Regions from separate parts of the Gossypium hirsutum genome. Here region 2 is linked to region 1. Evidence: chromatin contacts called from public Hi-C data. All regions are on one chromosome and are shown on one strand. The core of a region is the stretch at or near the end of the contact, and the rest is flanking DNA. Distances in the headings are between cores, read along the strand shown. Region 1 holds the start of LOC121203531 (L-lactate dehydrogenase B). Region 2 holds the start of LOC107931696 (thylakoid lumenal protein TL20.3, chloroplastic).

Region 1 (5,196 bases), core at 1,810-4,309:
ATCGGCGATCAAGAACCGAAACCTCGACGAATCCAAGTTTGTTCCCGAACCGATGACCCGATTCGATGGAAATCCCGACAGTTTCCAAGACACGTAAGTTAGCACATCCACCGGATTCGAAACAATCAATAGAATCGAATCCGGCGAGTACTTTGCCAGTGGAGGAATAATATTCGAAAACAGAGCAACGTTCCTCTGCAGCAGATTCAGCCTAGACTCGCCAGGGTTTTGACGGGCGCCAGCAGTGACAATACACAGATCAGATCCAGCGGTGACGGAGTAATCAACGGACGCGTTGATTTTAGTGCGTGGGAGGAACGCCGCGGCGTGTTGGAGATCGAGCATTTCGCCGCGGAGCTTGTCAGACTTGGCGTCGACGAGGGCGAGTTCATCGGCTAAGTCCTGGGTGAGGATAGTTTGGGCGATAGCCATACCGACGTTCCCAACTCCGATGACGGAGATCTTGGTATGGCGCTTGGTGGAGGAAGGTGGATCGGTGTTTAGGATGGGCTTGAAGAAGGCTTGAGCCAGGTCTAGACCACCTGGACCCAAGGAAGAAGCTGAAGGACTCTTTTGCATTATAACTATAGAAAAAACAATCAAAGACTAGTGAAGTGAAGTGAAGTGTTGAGTTGAATTAGTTTGACTTGGTTATGGAGCTCGTTGTATGTCTTGTTTGGAGATTATGGAAAAGGGAAATAAGGGTTGAGTGCACAGTGCAGGAGGAGGAGGATATTATGGGGTTTTCAGTTATTCTCGATGCCCATAATTTTCGAAAAATATTTTCCACATTTGGCCGTGTTAATTTTATGAAAAACATCTTGACGGATTGAAAATAACTCATACAGAAAATAAGTTATTTTGAAGAGCGCAAATTATTTTTAGTAAATAATTTATTTATGTGTGATTTTGGCTTTATATAAAAATTAAATTTATTCTAGATCTATTATTTGCAGACGATTGTATTTTACTTGGGGAGACTACAGAAAGAGGTGCTCATTATTTGAAGCAGATTTTGCACGAATATGATATTTGTTTTGGTCAATGTGTTAATTATAATAAGTCTACAGTATTTTTAAGTATCAATACGCTGGAGGAGGAAAAAACAACAATTTCCAACGTACTTGGGGTGCATAACTCAAATGATCCAGAACGGTACCTTGGCTCCCCAGTATGGTGGGAAGAAGAAAGAAATTGTCTTTTCAAGTCTTAAAGGATAGATTTAAGCAATAAATCGTTAACTGGAGTATAAGGCATCTCTTTCAAGGAGGGAAAGAGGTATTCATAAAGGCTATCCTTCAATCCATTCCAACTTACACTATGGGTTGTTTCTTACTCCATAAATCTTTATATGCTGATTTGAAGAGTATAATTGCTAAATTCTAGTGGCAAAAAAGTCGAGGTAGAAATGATATTCATTGGTGTGCTTGGAAGGATCTATATTCATTAAAAGAAGATGGTGGCCTAGGTTTCCAAAATCTTGACAAATTTAATATTGCGTTATTAGCTAAGCAGGGTTGACGCCTTATTAATTTTCTCAATTCTTTGTTAGCTCGAGTTTTGAAAGCAAAATATTATCCAAACTCGAATTTTTTTAATGCTCAATTAGGGAATTTACCTTCACTTACCTGAAAGAACGTTTGGGCAGCAAAAAGACTCCTGGAGAAAGGCCTATGTTGGAGGGTTGATATGGGGGATCGAATTTCTGTTTGGGATGATCTATGGATTTCGGGAGATGAAGCAAACAGATTACAGATATAATTGTTAATACCTTTAATGCGGATATTGTAAAGAAAATTATGTGGATCCCTTTGGCGGAGACAATACACGATGAATTCCAAGTGTGGAGAAGAGAACCGTCTGGCGATTTCTCAGTTAGAAGCCCCTATAAACTATTACAGGAGACTAATTCGGATCCTAGTAATAATATATATAGGCTGAGACTAAAGATTTTTACAGAAAAGTATGGAATTTATACATCCCTTCGAAAGTTACAATAATAGTATGGAGAATCTCCTGAAATTATATTCCTACTCTAGCTAATCTCAAGCATAAAAAAGTGGTTGTGGAAGCTCATTGTCCTCGGTGTCGTCACTATGGGAAAGACAGTAACCATATATTTCGGCAGTGTCCTACAACAATGGTGGTATGGATGTACTTAAACCTTTTCTGGGTACTTAATAATGTCATTCAAAGCATGTGGGAGTGGCTTACCTAGGTTTTTAGTCCGGGGACTAGCGAACAGTGTCGTCTTTTCTGTTGCGGACTTTTGTTAATCTGGACATATAGAAATTGGTTAATCTATGAAAGGAAAAGTACGATGGGTAGGTACATTTCAAAAAAAATTTTATAGTTATATTTCTGAGTTGGACGGCATAGAAAAGAAGAAACTCACCTTAAAAGTATATAGAAGCCATAAATATGTCGATAGGAGAACAAGTGTGGCAATTTACTTTGACGTAGCCTTCGACCAACAATCTTGCAGATTTGCTTCGGGAATGGTAGTACGAGATGTGGGGGGTGAGATCTTGGCATCAAAGACGGTTCTCCACTTCAATGTAGCATCTCCTTTTGCAGCGGAGGCATATGCAGGATTACAAGCCATGCGATTAGGAATTTCTATGGGTTTTAGTATTTTGGAAATAGTGGGAGATTCAAGAACTGTAATAAAGAAATGCCAAATTATAGATTTCGACAGATCGGTTATTGGAACACTTATCAGAGATATTCACAGCAAAAAGGTCCATTTTCAAGAGATTGAGTTTCATTTTATCCCTAAAATAGAGAATACATACGCCCATATTCTTGCGAAAAAGACACTAAAAAAGGGTGAAGGCCATTACTTGCTGGATGATGTTCCAGGTTATGTTCGTCGCGCACTGGAGAAAAGTTGGCCAAGGCTACCAGACTGAAAAAGGAAAGTAGGCCTTCGTTGGAAATAGGTAGCAGAAGACTAAAAGATTTTTTGAAACCTACTATCATCAAAAGCTGGGACGGTGATATGAAAGGACACTGACTTATAGTGTCTAGCTGTTGATTTCGATTGGTATAGGATAGGATTAGGTTTCCTTTTTTTGTTTCATTCATTTTAAATTTCATGGGCCAATTCTGTGCAGATTTGGGTCCTGCTGCTTTGTTCATGTTTTAATTGGCTTTCTTTACTGGACTTAAGTCTAGTGCTATTGAAACTATTTGTTTTATTAAGGTTTAAGATTTTATAAAAGTCCAGTCGAGTTTTCAAAAAAAAAAATTTACTCAAGTTTAATATTATTATATTAAAAATAAATTTTTATTTTTTAAAAAAATTAAAATTAAATAAAATATTAATACAAATTGTTAAAATTTTTAATATTACTAAACATAAATATTTAATTATTTATAGATAATCATATAATAAATTATTATTGATATTAATAATTTATTATTTAATATTTCAATTTTATTTAATAATAAATTTTTTAAATAATATTTTTGAAAATATTCAATATTAATATTTTAATAATAAATATTTATTACATTTATAAATATATTAATAATAAATATTTTGTAGTATAAAGGTTAAACTATCATAAGTCTATGTAATCTTCACAAATTAGGAATTTTGTCCCTATAATTTTATTTTCAAAAATTTAACCCCTCTACTTTTCAGATTTAAAAGTCAAGTCAAATTGTTAATATTGTTATTTTTTTTGTCAATTTTGTTGATGTCACTAATTTTAAATAAAAAATACTTAGTATTCATGTAACTAAAAAAATGATGTTATAATGGATATGAATTTAACAAAATATTTTTAATAATACTAACAACTGAACCTAAATTTTGATATCTAAAAAGTGAGATTAACCCAAAAATAAAAGTACATTAACTAAAATTTAAATTTATGAAGAGTTCAAGGACTTATAACATATTTTAACCTAGTATAAAAATATGAATATTTTAATTAAATAAATTTGAGTATTTATTTAAATAATGCTTAGCTTCATTTATCCCTTATAACTTTAATGTGATAATATGTACTCTTATATATGTAATATATGTATTTAAATTAAGTTTTAATTAAGCATTATTTATTATTAAGTTGACATATAACATTGTTTATTACAAAATATTTTCTTATTATAAAAGAAATTTCGATTGGTAAAAGGAAATTGCACTATAATATTTTATAACAAATATATTTACCTCGTGTTTTTTACAAAGAATAATGTAAAATATTAATTTATAGGTATAAAATAAACTCAATTAAATAATAATAAGAAGAAGAAAATCTCAAATATATGTTTGTTTCATTACACACACATCAATTCACGACACATCAAACCATCTTCAGTAGGGACAACTTGCCTTTCGCAACCCACATAGCATAGAATTTTTATAACTCAAAGGAAACAAAAAGGAACTCACTAGAAACTTCAAGACAAAATATACTCTACTGGTCTTTTACCTCGATTGCTCGGGCATTTACTAACTTTTTGAACTAAATAAGAAACAATAACAATTATCAGACCATTTATCTACTAAAATTTGATCATGCATGCATTGATGTAAGGACGTAAATACCCTTGACATCAATCTTATAGTTTTCCAGAAATACCAATAAGTTAGTACTTATAAGTGACGTTTTGACAAGCTTCTGGAAACCTTTTTCGTTTCTTCTAGCGAAGATAACTTAAAAAGAAATTTTTAAAGGATGTAGGAAAACACAGAGAAAAAACAAAGGTGAAACATGCCGGTTATAAACACCCTTTTATAGCACAGACAACGAAACATAAGCTTAGTAAGAAGGTAAAAAATCTCATTATCACCCTTGAAATCTAAGACTAAACTTGCATAACAAGATATGAAGTCTAATCTTTTACCAAATGCAACTACTACCACTAATCAGAGTGGTAAAATATTTTTTGCACACTTAAACAACCAACTAAACAAGTCATTCGGCTACCTAAACATATCAAGTTGACATCTACAGTATCCAAGATCAAATCCAACTAACACTTAACTAAACTCTAATGATATTCACCAAACTGTTTTTTCCACATAAAACAATTCTATCGCTCTGCGAACTAACAAGTTCGCCCAAAACATTTGGGGTTGGCGGATCGTGTTCACAAAAGAGTTTACGACCAAACCTTAGAGTTTGTCAGATGGAAATTTTAATAAGGGATTCCTCACAAAAAGGAACATCACCACACACC
Region 2 (5,196 bases), core at 1,248-3,747, 280 kb after region 1:
CTGAGTACATGGTGATTATTGCGGCTTGTAAAGAAGCTATTTGGTTGAAGGGACTCTTTAGTGAACTCAATGAATACCTTCAAATCAATACAGTATTTTGTGGCAGTCAGAGTTCCATCTTCCTTACAAAAGATCAAATGTTTCATGAGAGAACAAAACACATTGATGTTCGATATCATTTTGTTCGTGATATTATTGCTCGTAGTGATATTGTTATGAGCAAAATTAGTACTCATGAAAATCCTGCAGATATGATGATTAAGTCACTTCCTATAACTAAGTTTGAGCATTGCTTAAACTTGGTTGGTGTTCATTGTTGAAGTTAAACCCTTAAGGGGTTTTATGGAAGAGGTGGAGAACTTGTTCGTTGAGAGTTCGCGATGAAGAACTTATTCATTGAAAATTCATGTCAAGGTGGAGATTGTTAGAATTAAGTGACCCGAATCCTTATTTAAATAAAATACAGTGGTAAAATAAAATAAAAGTAAAATCTCTATAGAACTACACTTCTTTTATTTTATTTTAGAATAAGGTTTTTTAAACCTTATTAAACTCCATCCATTTGATATTGATTTAAATAAGGTGTTTCAATCTTACTACACTCCTATTAGAATACGATTTTACAAGCCTATAAATTGACAGTCTATTCCTCTTGTAATTAATTCGAATTCGACATAGTGATTTTTTTCTTCTCTGCCCGTGGTTTTTTCCCGAAATAGTTTTCATGTAAAAATTTGTGTGTTGTTTATTTTATTTCTCTTTTCTTTGCGATATATTATCATTACCGGCGTTCTATTTTTTTTTACAGAAAGCTTATCAAATAAAGATACATCATTTTATATATATAAAAAAAGTCCACTAAATTATTCTTTTATTTTTATTTATACTAATAAATTATTGACACTAAAAATAATTTTTTACTTAAAATTATCTTTAAATTAATTAATTTTAAAATATAATAATTTTAATAAATAATCCAGCACGACCAAATCTAATAATGATAAAACAAATTTATTGTAATAGAGACTAGAGAGGCAGGCTTGTTGCTACACATCTTCTGCCCGATAAATTATATAGGCATAATTTACTGTTTAATTCTTAAAGTATATTTAATTTTTCACTTTGGTACTGAAACATTTGTTTTCTAATTTGGTACCTTAAGTATCAATTTTCTCTATTTTTGGTCAATTTTGTAAGGGCCTTTAAGAAAAATCTATTAACCCACTTTGGCCAATGGAAAAGTACAATGTGACTTATTTTGACAAATGAAAAAATACCACATGACAATTAAATTTTTTTAAAAATAAAAATATTAAATTTTATTGATAACAAATATAACAATATACACCACGTTTCCTTTTTTAATATTATATATATTATATTGATAAAAATTGTAAAAATTTATATTAATATATAAAAATTTTAAGAAAATATTTTTTATAAAATTCTAAAATATATAATTATAAATTTTAAAAATTAAAAATAATATATAAAAATTAATTTTTTATGAAAATTAAAAATGTATTTAAATTTCAAGTAATTGCAAAAGAAAAAAAACTTGAAATTTAAATACTTTATAGAATTTTATAAAAGAATTTTATTTTCAAACTTTTCTAAATAATTTTTACATTTTTTTACATTTTTTGTAATATATTATTAATTTCAACTAATTTCTTTTTAATTATCGTATTTTTTGTAAATTTTATTTTTATAATTTTTTATAATTTATATTTTTTTCTAGATTATATATATTTTCCTAATTGTTATATATTTATTTTTGTTTCATGTTTTTTAATGAGTATATATGTTTAATGAAAGAAACTATTTATTTTTTTACATAAAATCTCCACTTTGTGATTGGTCATTAGATTCTTTTTAACGTCTGTCAAAAAATGAATTAAAAAATATAACGAAAGCATATCTTAGATTCAAATTGAGAAGTGATTGATATTTTAAATATCAATTAGTAATAAAAAAAATTTAGATATCAAAATAGAAAATTGAGTATAATTCAAAGTCCAAATTGTAAAGTAAGCCAATTATATAATGTGAAGGATCCATTTAAAAACCTGAACTGAAGGTCCACACTGATCCACTATATGATAACAGGATTTTCCATCAATTTGTTAGTTATAGAGTTTTTTTTTTTTGTTAAAATATAGCATAAGGACCTTAACTCTTTATAAATTTTAGAATTCAGTCTTTTTATTTTTTAGATTTTAATTAATACAATTAAAATTATTTTGTCAAATTTTAGTTTATTACAAAGTCATCTTTTTAGTTATATGACTATGAAGTAAGGTTTTTTATTTTCAAATGTCACATCAATAAATTTTTTAAAAAATATTTGTATTAATAATTGAACTTAAATTTTAAAAATTTTAAAAAATAAAGAGATTAAATTTGTAAAAGTAAAGATATAAGGATTAAGTTGTAAATTTGTGTAACCAGTTCCCCACCTTCGTTGAATATGATAATCGAGTAAAAATTCAAATTCATGATATTTTTTTCAGGAAGAAAATATTAAACTTTAAAATTCCCCCAGAATAAACAGATGGAAAGGCAACATCCAATGAAAAACAAGCAAGAGACGTGTGTTAATCCCAACCAGTCCCGTTACTGCAAAAACAAGTGGATAAAATTGGAGCAAACATTTTAATATCAAAACTGCCACTATGCCCATCTGAACCAGCTTCCTCTTCTTCGTAACAACAAGAAACCAAACCACTACCTGTAAATGGCAGTGCCTTCACTCTCCTCTTTATCCATCAACCCTCTAATTAGTATTTCTTCTTCTTCTTCTTCTTCAAAAGCTTCATCCCGCCATCTTCCCTCATTCTCAAAACGTTTTGGCGTCTATTGCCAGGTTAATAATTCAGAAATCAAAGCTCGAATTAGCGGTGAGTAAATGATATCTTGATTCTGCTTGTTCGTTTCATCAATTATTATTATTATTATTATTATTATTATTATTATCATTTTTAGGTACTCAATTTTAACATAGTTTTCCTTTGAAAAAGGAAGATTGTTCCAACAATACGTATGAAGTTAGGGATGCTAAGTTTAAGATCTGGAAACCCTTGCTTTCAACAGCATTGGCAGCAGCCATAGTTGTTTTGGCTCTGATATCTCTGCTATGGCTGAACTTAATAAGTTTGAGGCAGAAACTCGTGGTGAATTTGGTATCGGATCTGCTGCACAGTTTGGTTCTGCGGATTTGAAGTGCGTTTTATTACAACATCTAAATTATATGCTCAACATCTCTGTTTTTGGTTTAGGAAGGGTTTGATTTTCTGTCTTATGTCGTGCAGAAAAGCTGTTCACGTGAACGAAAATTTCAGGTAACTTTTCAAAGTAAAGAATTTCAATTACTTCTTGGCAATCAAACTGAGGATTCACTAGTGCTCATAATCAATCCGAAATCTAAATGGTTGAAACAGAAGGGCAAACTTCACATCTGCTGATATGAGGGAATCTGATTTCAGTGGTTCAACCTTCAATGGTGCATACCTTGAGAAAGCAGTTGCATACAGAGCAAATTTCACAGGTAAATTTTCTGCCAAACGAAATTAGTTTACTTCATCCATGATAATTTGTAACACATACAAGTACACATAATGACAATTTTTTTTCCATCAAATCAAACAAAACTAAATGAAAATTATAATCTATTTGTAACTCATGAAATTATCTAGAAGCTCGAACTTGCCCAACTTTGGAGAAAAGTCTTCTCTCTTTTCCTTTTGTTTGTATCCCTGGTTGTGCTAGACCTGGAGGCGCTTCTCTTTTTACTCCTTGGGCTATTTGGTACCCTCTTTTCTGTAGTATTTGGACATTGGCTTGATAAGCTTTCAGAGTTCTGGCGAGAATTTGTGGAGAATCTTTCTGAATCACTTTGTGCTTCAAGTAAGGGATCTTCTGCATCAGACAGCTTATGACTAAATCCTTTCAGCTTAAAACTAGTTGATTCCAAGATACCCTCCTCCCTATTTGGGGAACCCCTTCCTCTATAGCCATTGGGAGAACCAGAAGTTGAATCTATTGTGTCGAGTGGAGACGTGAAGTTGGATGCTATTTCCTCTGTTAAATCCATAGCTTCATGCTCAGAAGTTTCTGATAGATCATTAAACTCCACTGAGCCTCTAACCTTTGGCATATCCCTTCCTTCTTCTGATGAAATAAGGCTAATGTTGTTACACAGGAATAATGGCGTCCCTAGATATCAAACCGTACCCGGACTCCAATTCATCTTTATACTGAAGGTTCCGCTTCCATTGATTTTATCGATTCAAGTTTTTTCTCATCATAACTGGGGCTAGAGTATTGACCTTCAGAGCATGGAGTTTGAAACTTTGTTGGTGGAGTAGGAAAATCCCGGACAGCCACGACCCTTTTGTGGGGTTTATAGCCTTTAGGCAAAACTTTCTCAGGTGATTCCGAAGCTTCATCATCTGAAATTGTGAACACGTCAATGGGATTCGGATTTGGGGTACCTTCAGAAATTGTGACCGCGTCAATGGGATTCGGATTTAGGGTACCCAAAGCTTCGTCATCTTTTCTTTCGACTCCCTTCGGGGAAATAGATTGAAGCGCATTATAAAGTGGCGAAACCACCAAAGCCTCAGGTTCTGATGAACAATAAGACGAGGTAGGGCTAGACGTCTCCGAGTCATCTAAATGATGTGCGCATTCGTATGCAAATCTCTGCCACAGAGCAAAATCCTTAGGAAAATCATATCCAGCTTTTCTTTCTATTTGTTCTCCCAAAGTTTCTTCGGGAAGAGCACGATTGTTTTGCGAGACCATTGTCGGTTGTGGGTGATTTCAGTACTGAGGGTAATTTGAAAAAGGAAAATCAATATGAATATATAAGAGAAGATAGCTACAAAACCGGAAACAAAAGGCAAAAACCTTGATTAATCTTTAAAGTTGAAAGAAAAGCAAAAGGCATACCTCGGGATTTAGGGTTAACAAGATATCGGTGAAGGCAATGAAACGTTATATAGACCTTACGTTCCTTGTGTTGCAAGTAGGTTTTAGAGTGTTGGGTTAATGTTAGAATCATAGTCGGTATTGGAATCAGATTAACTCGAGACCCTAAAACAATTCAAATTAAATCGGTATCTACCATAATTATGTTTATTATAGTAATGCAAGAACTTTAACGTGGAAAAGCTTTAAATTAATTTATTTATT

The links. Hi-C and Micro-C count contacts between places; a contact is called where the count stands out from the background.
Region 2: a contact with region 1 is called in a Hi-C map of leaf, with 1.7 times the contacts expected there. The contact joins the promoter of LOC107931696 here to the promoter of LOC121203531 in region 1. A contact is called at or near these places in 2 of 34 Hi-C or Micro-C datasets (leaf and petal).

Annotation. Positions count from the first base shown.
Region 1 is chrA08:115,469,912-115,475,107 of Gossypium_hirsutum_v2.1, forward strand. It overlaps LOC121203531 (L-lactate dehydrogenase B), which reads right to left and starts at 3,060. Exons shown (of 5, transcript XM_041074865.1): 1 at 2,844-3,060; 2 at 2,396-2,568; 3 at 2,215-2,277; 4 at 1-2,132. The coding sequence starts at 579.
Region 2 is chrA08:115,750,540-115,755,735 of Gossypium_hirsutum_v2.1, forward strand. It overlaps LOC107931696 (thylakoid lumenal protein TL20.3, chloroplastic), which reads left to right and starts at 2,498. Exons shown (of 7, transcript XM_016863635.2): 1 at 2,498-2,900; 2 at 3,025-3,222; 3 at 3,312-3,341; 4 at 3,441-3,547. The coding sequence starts at 3,137.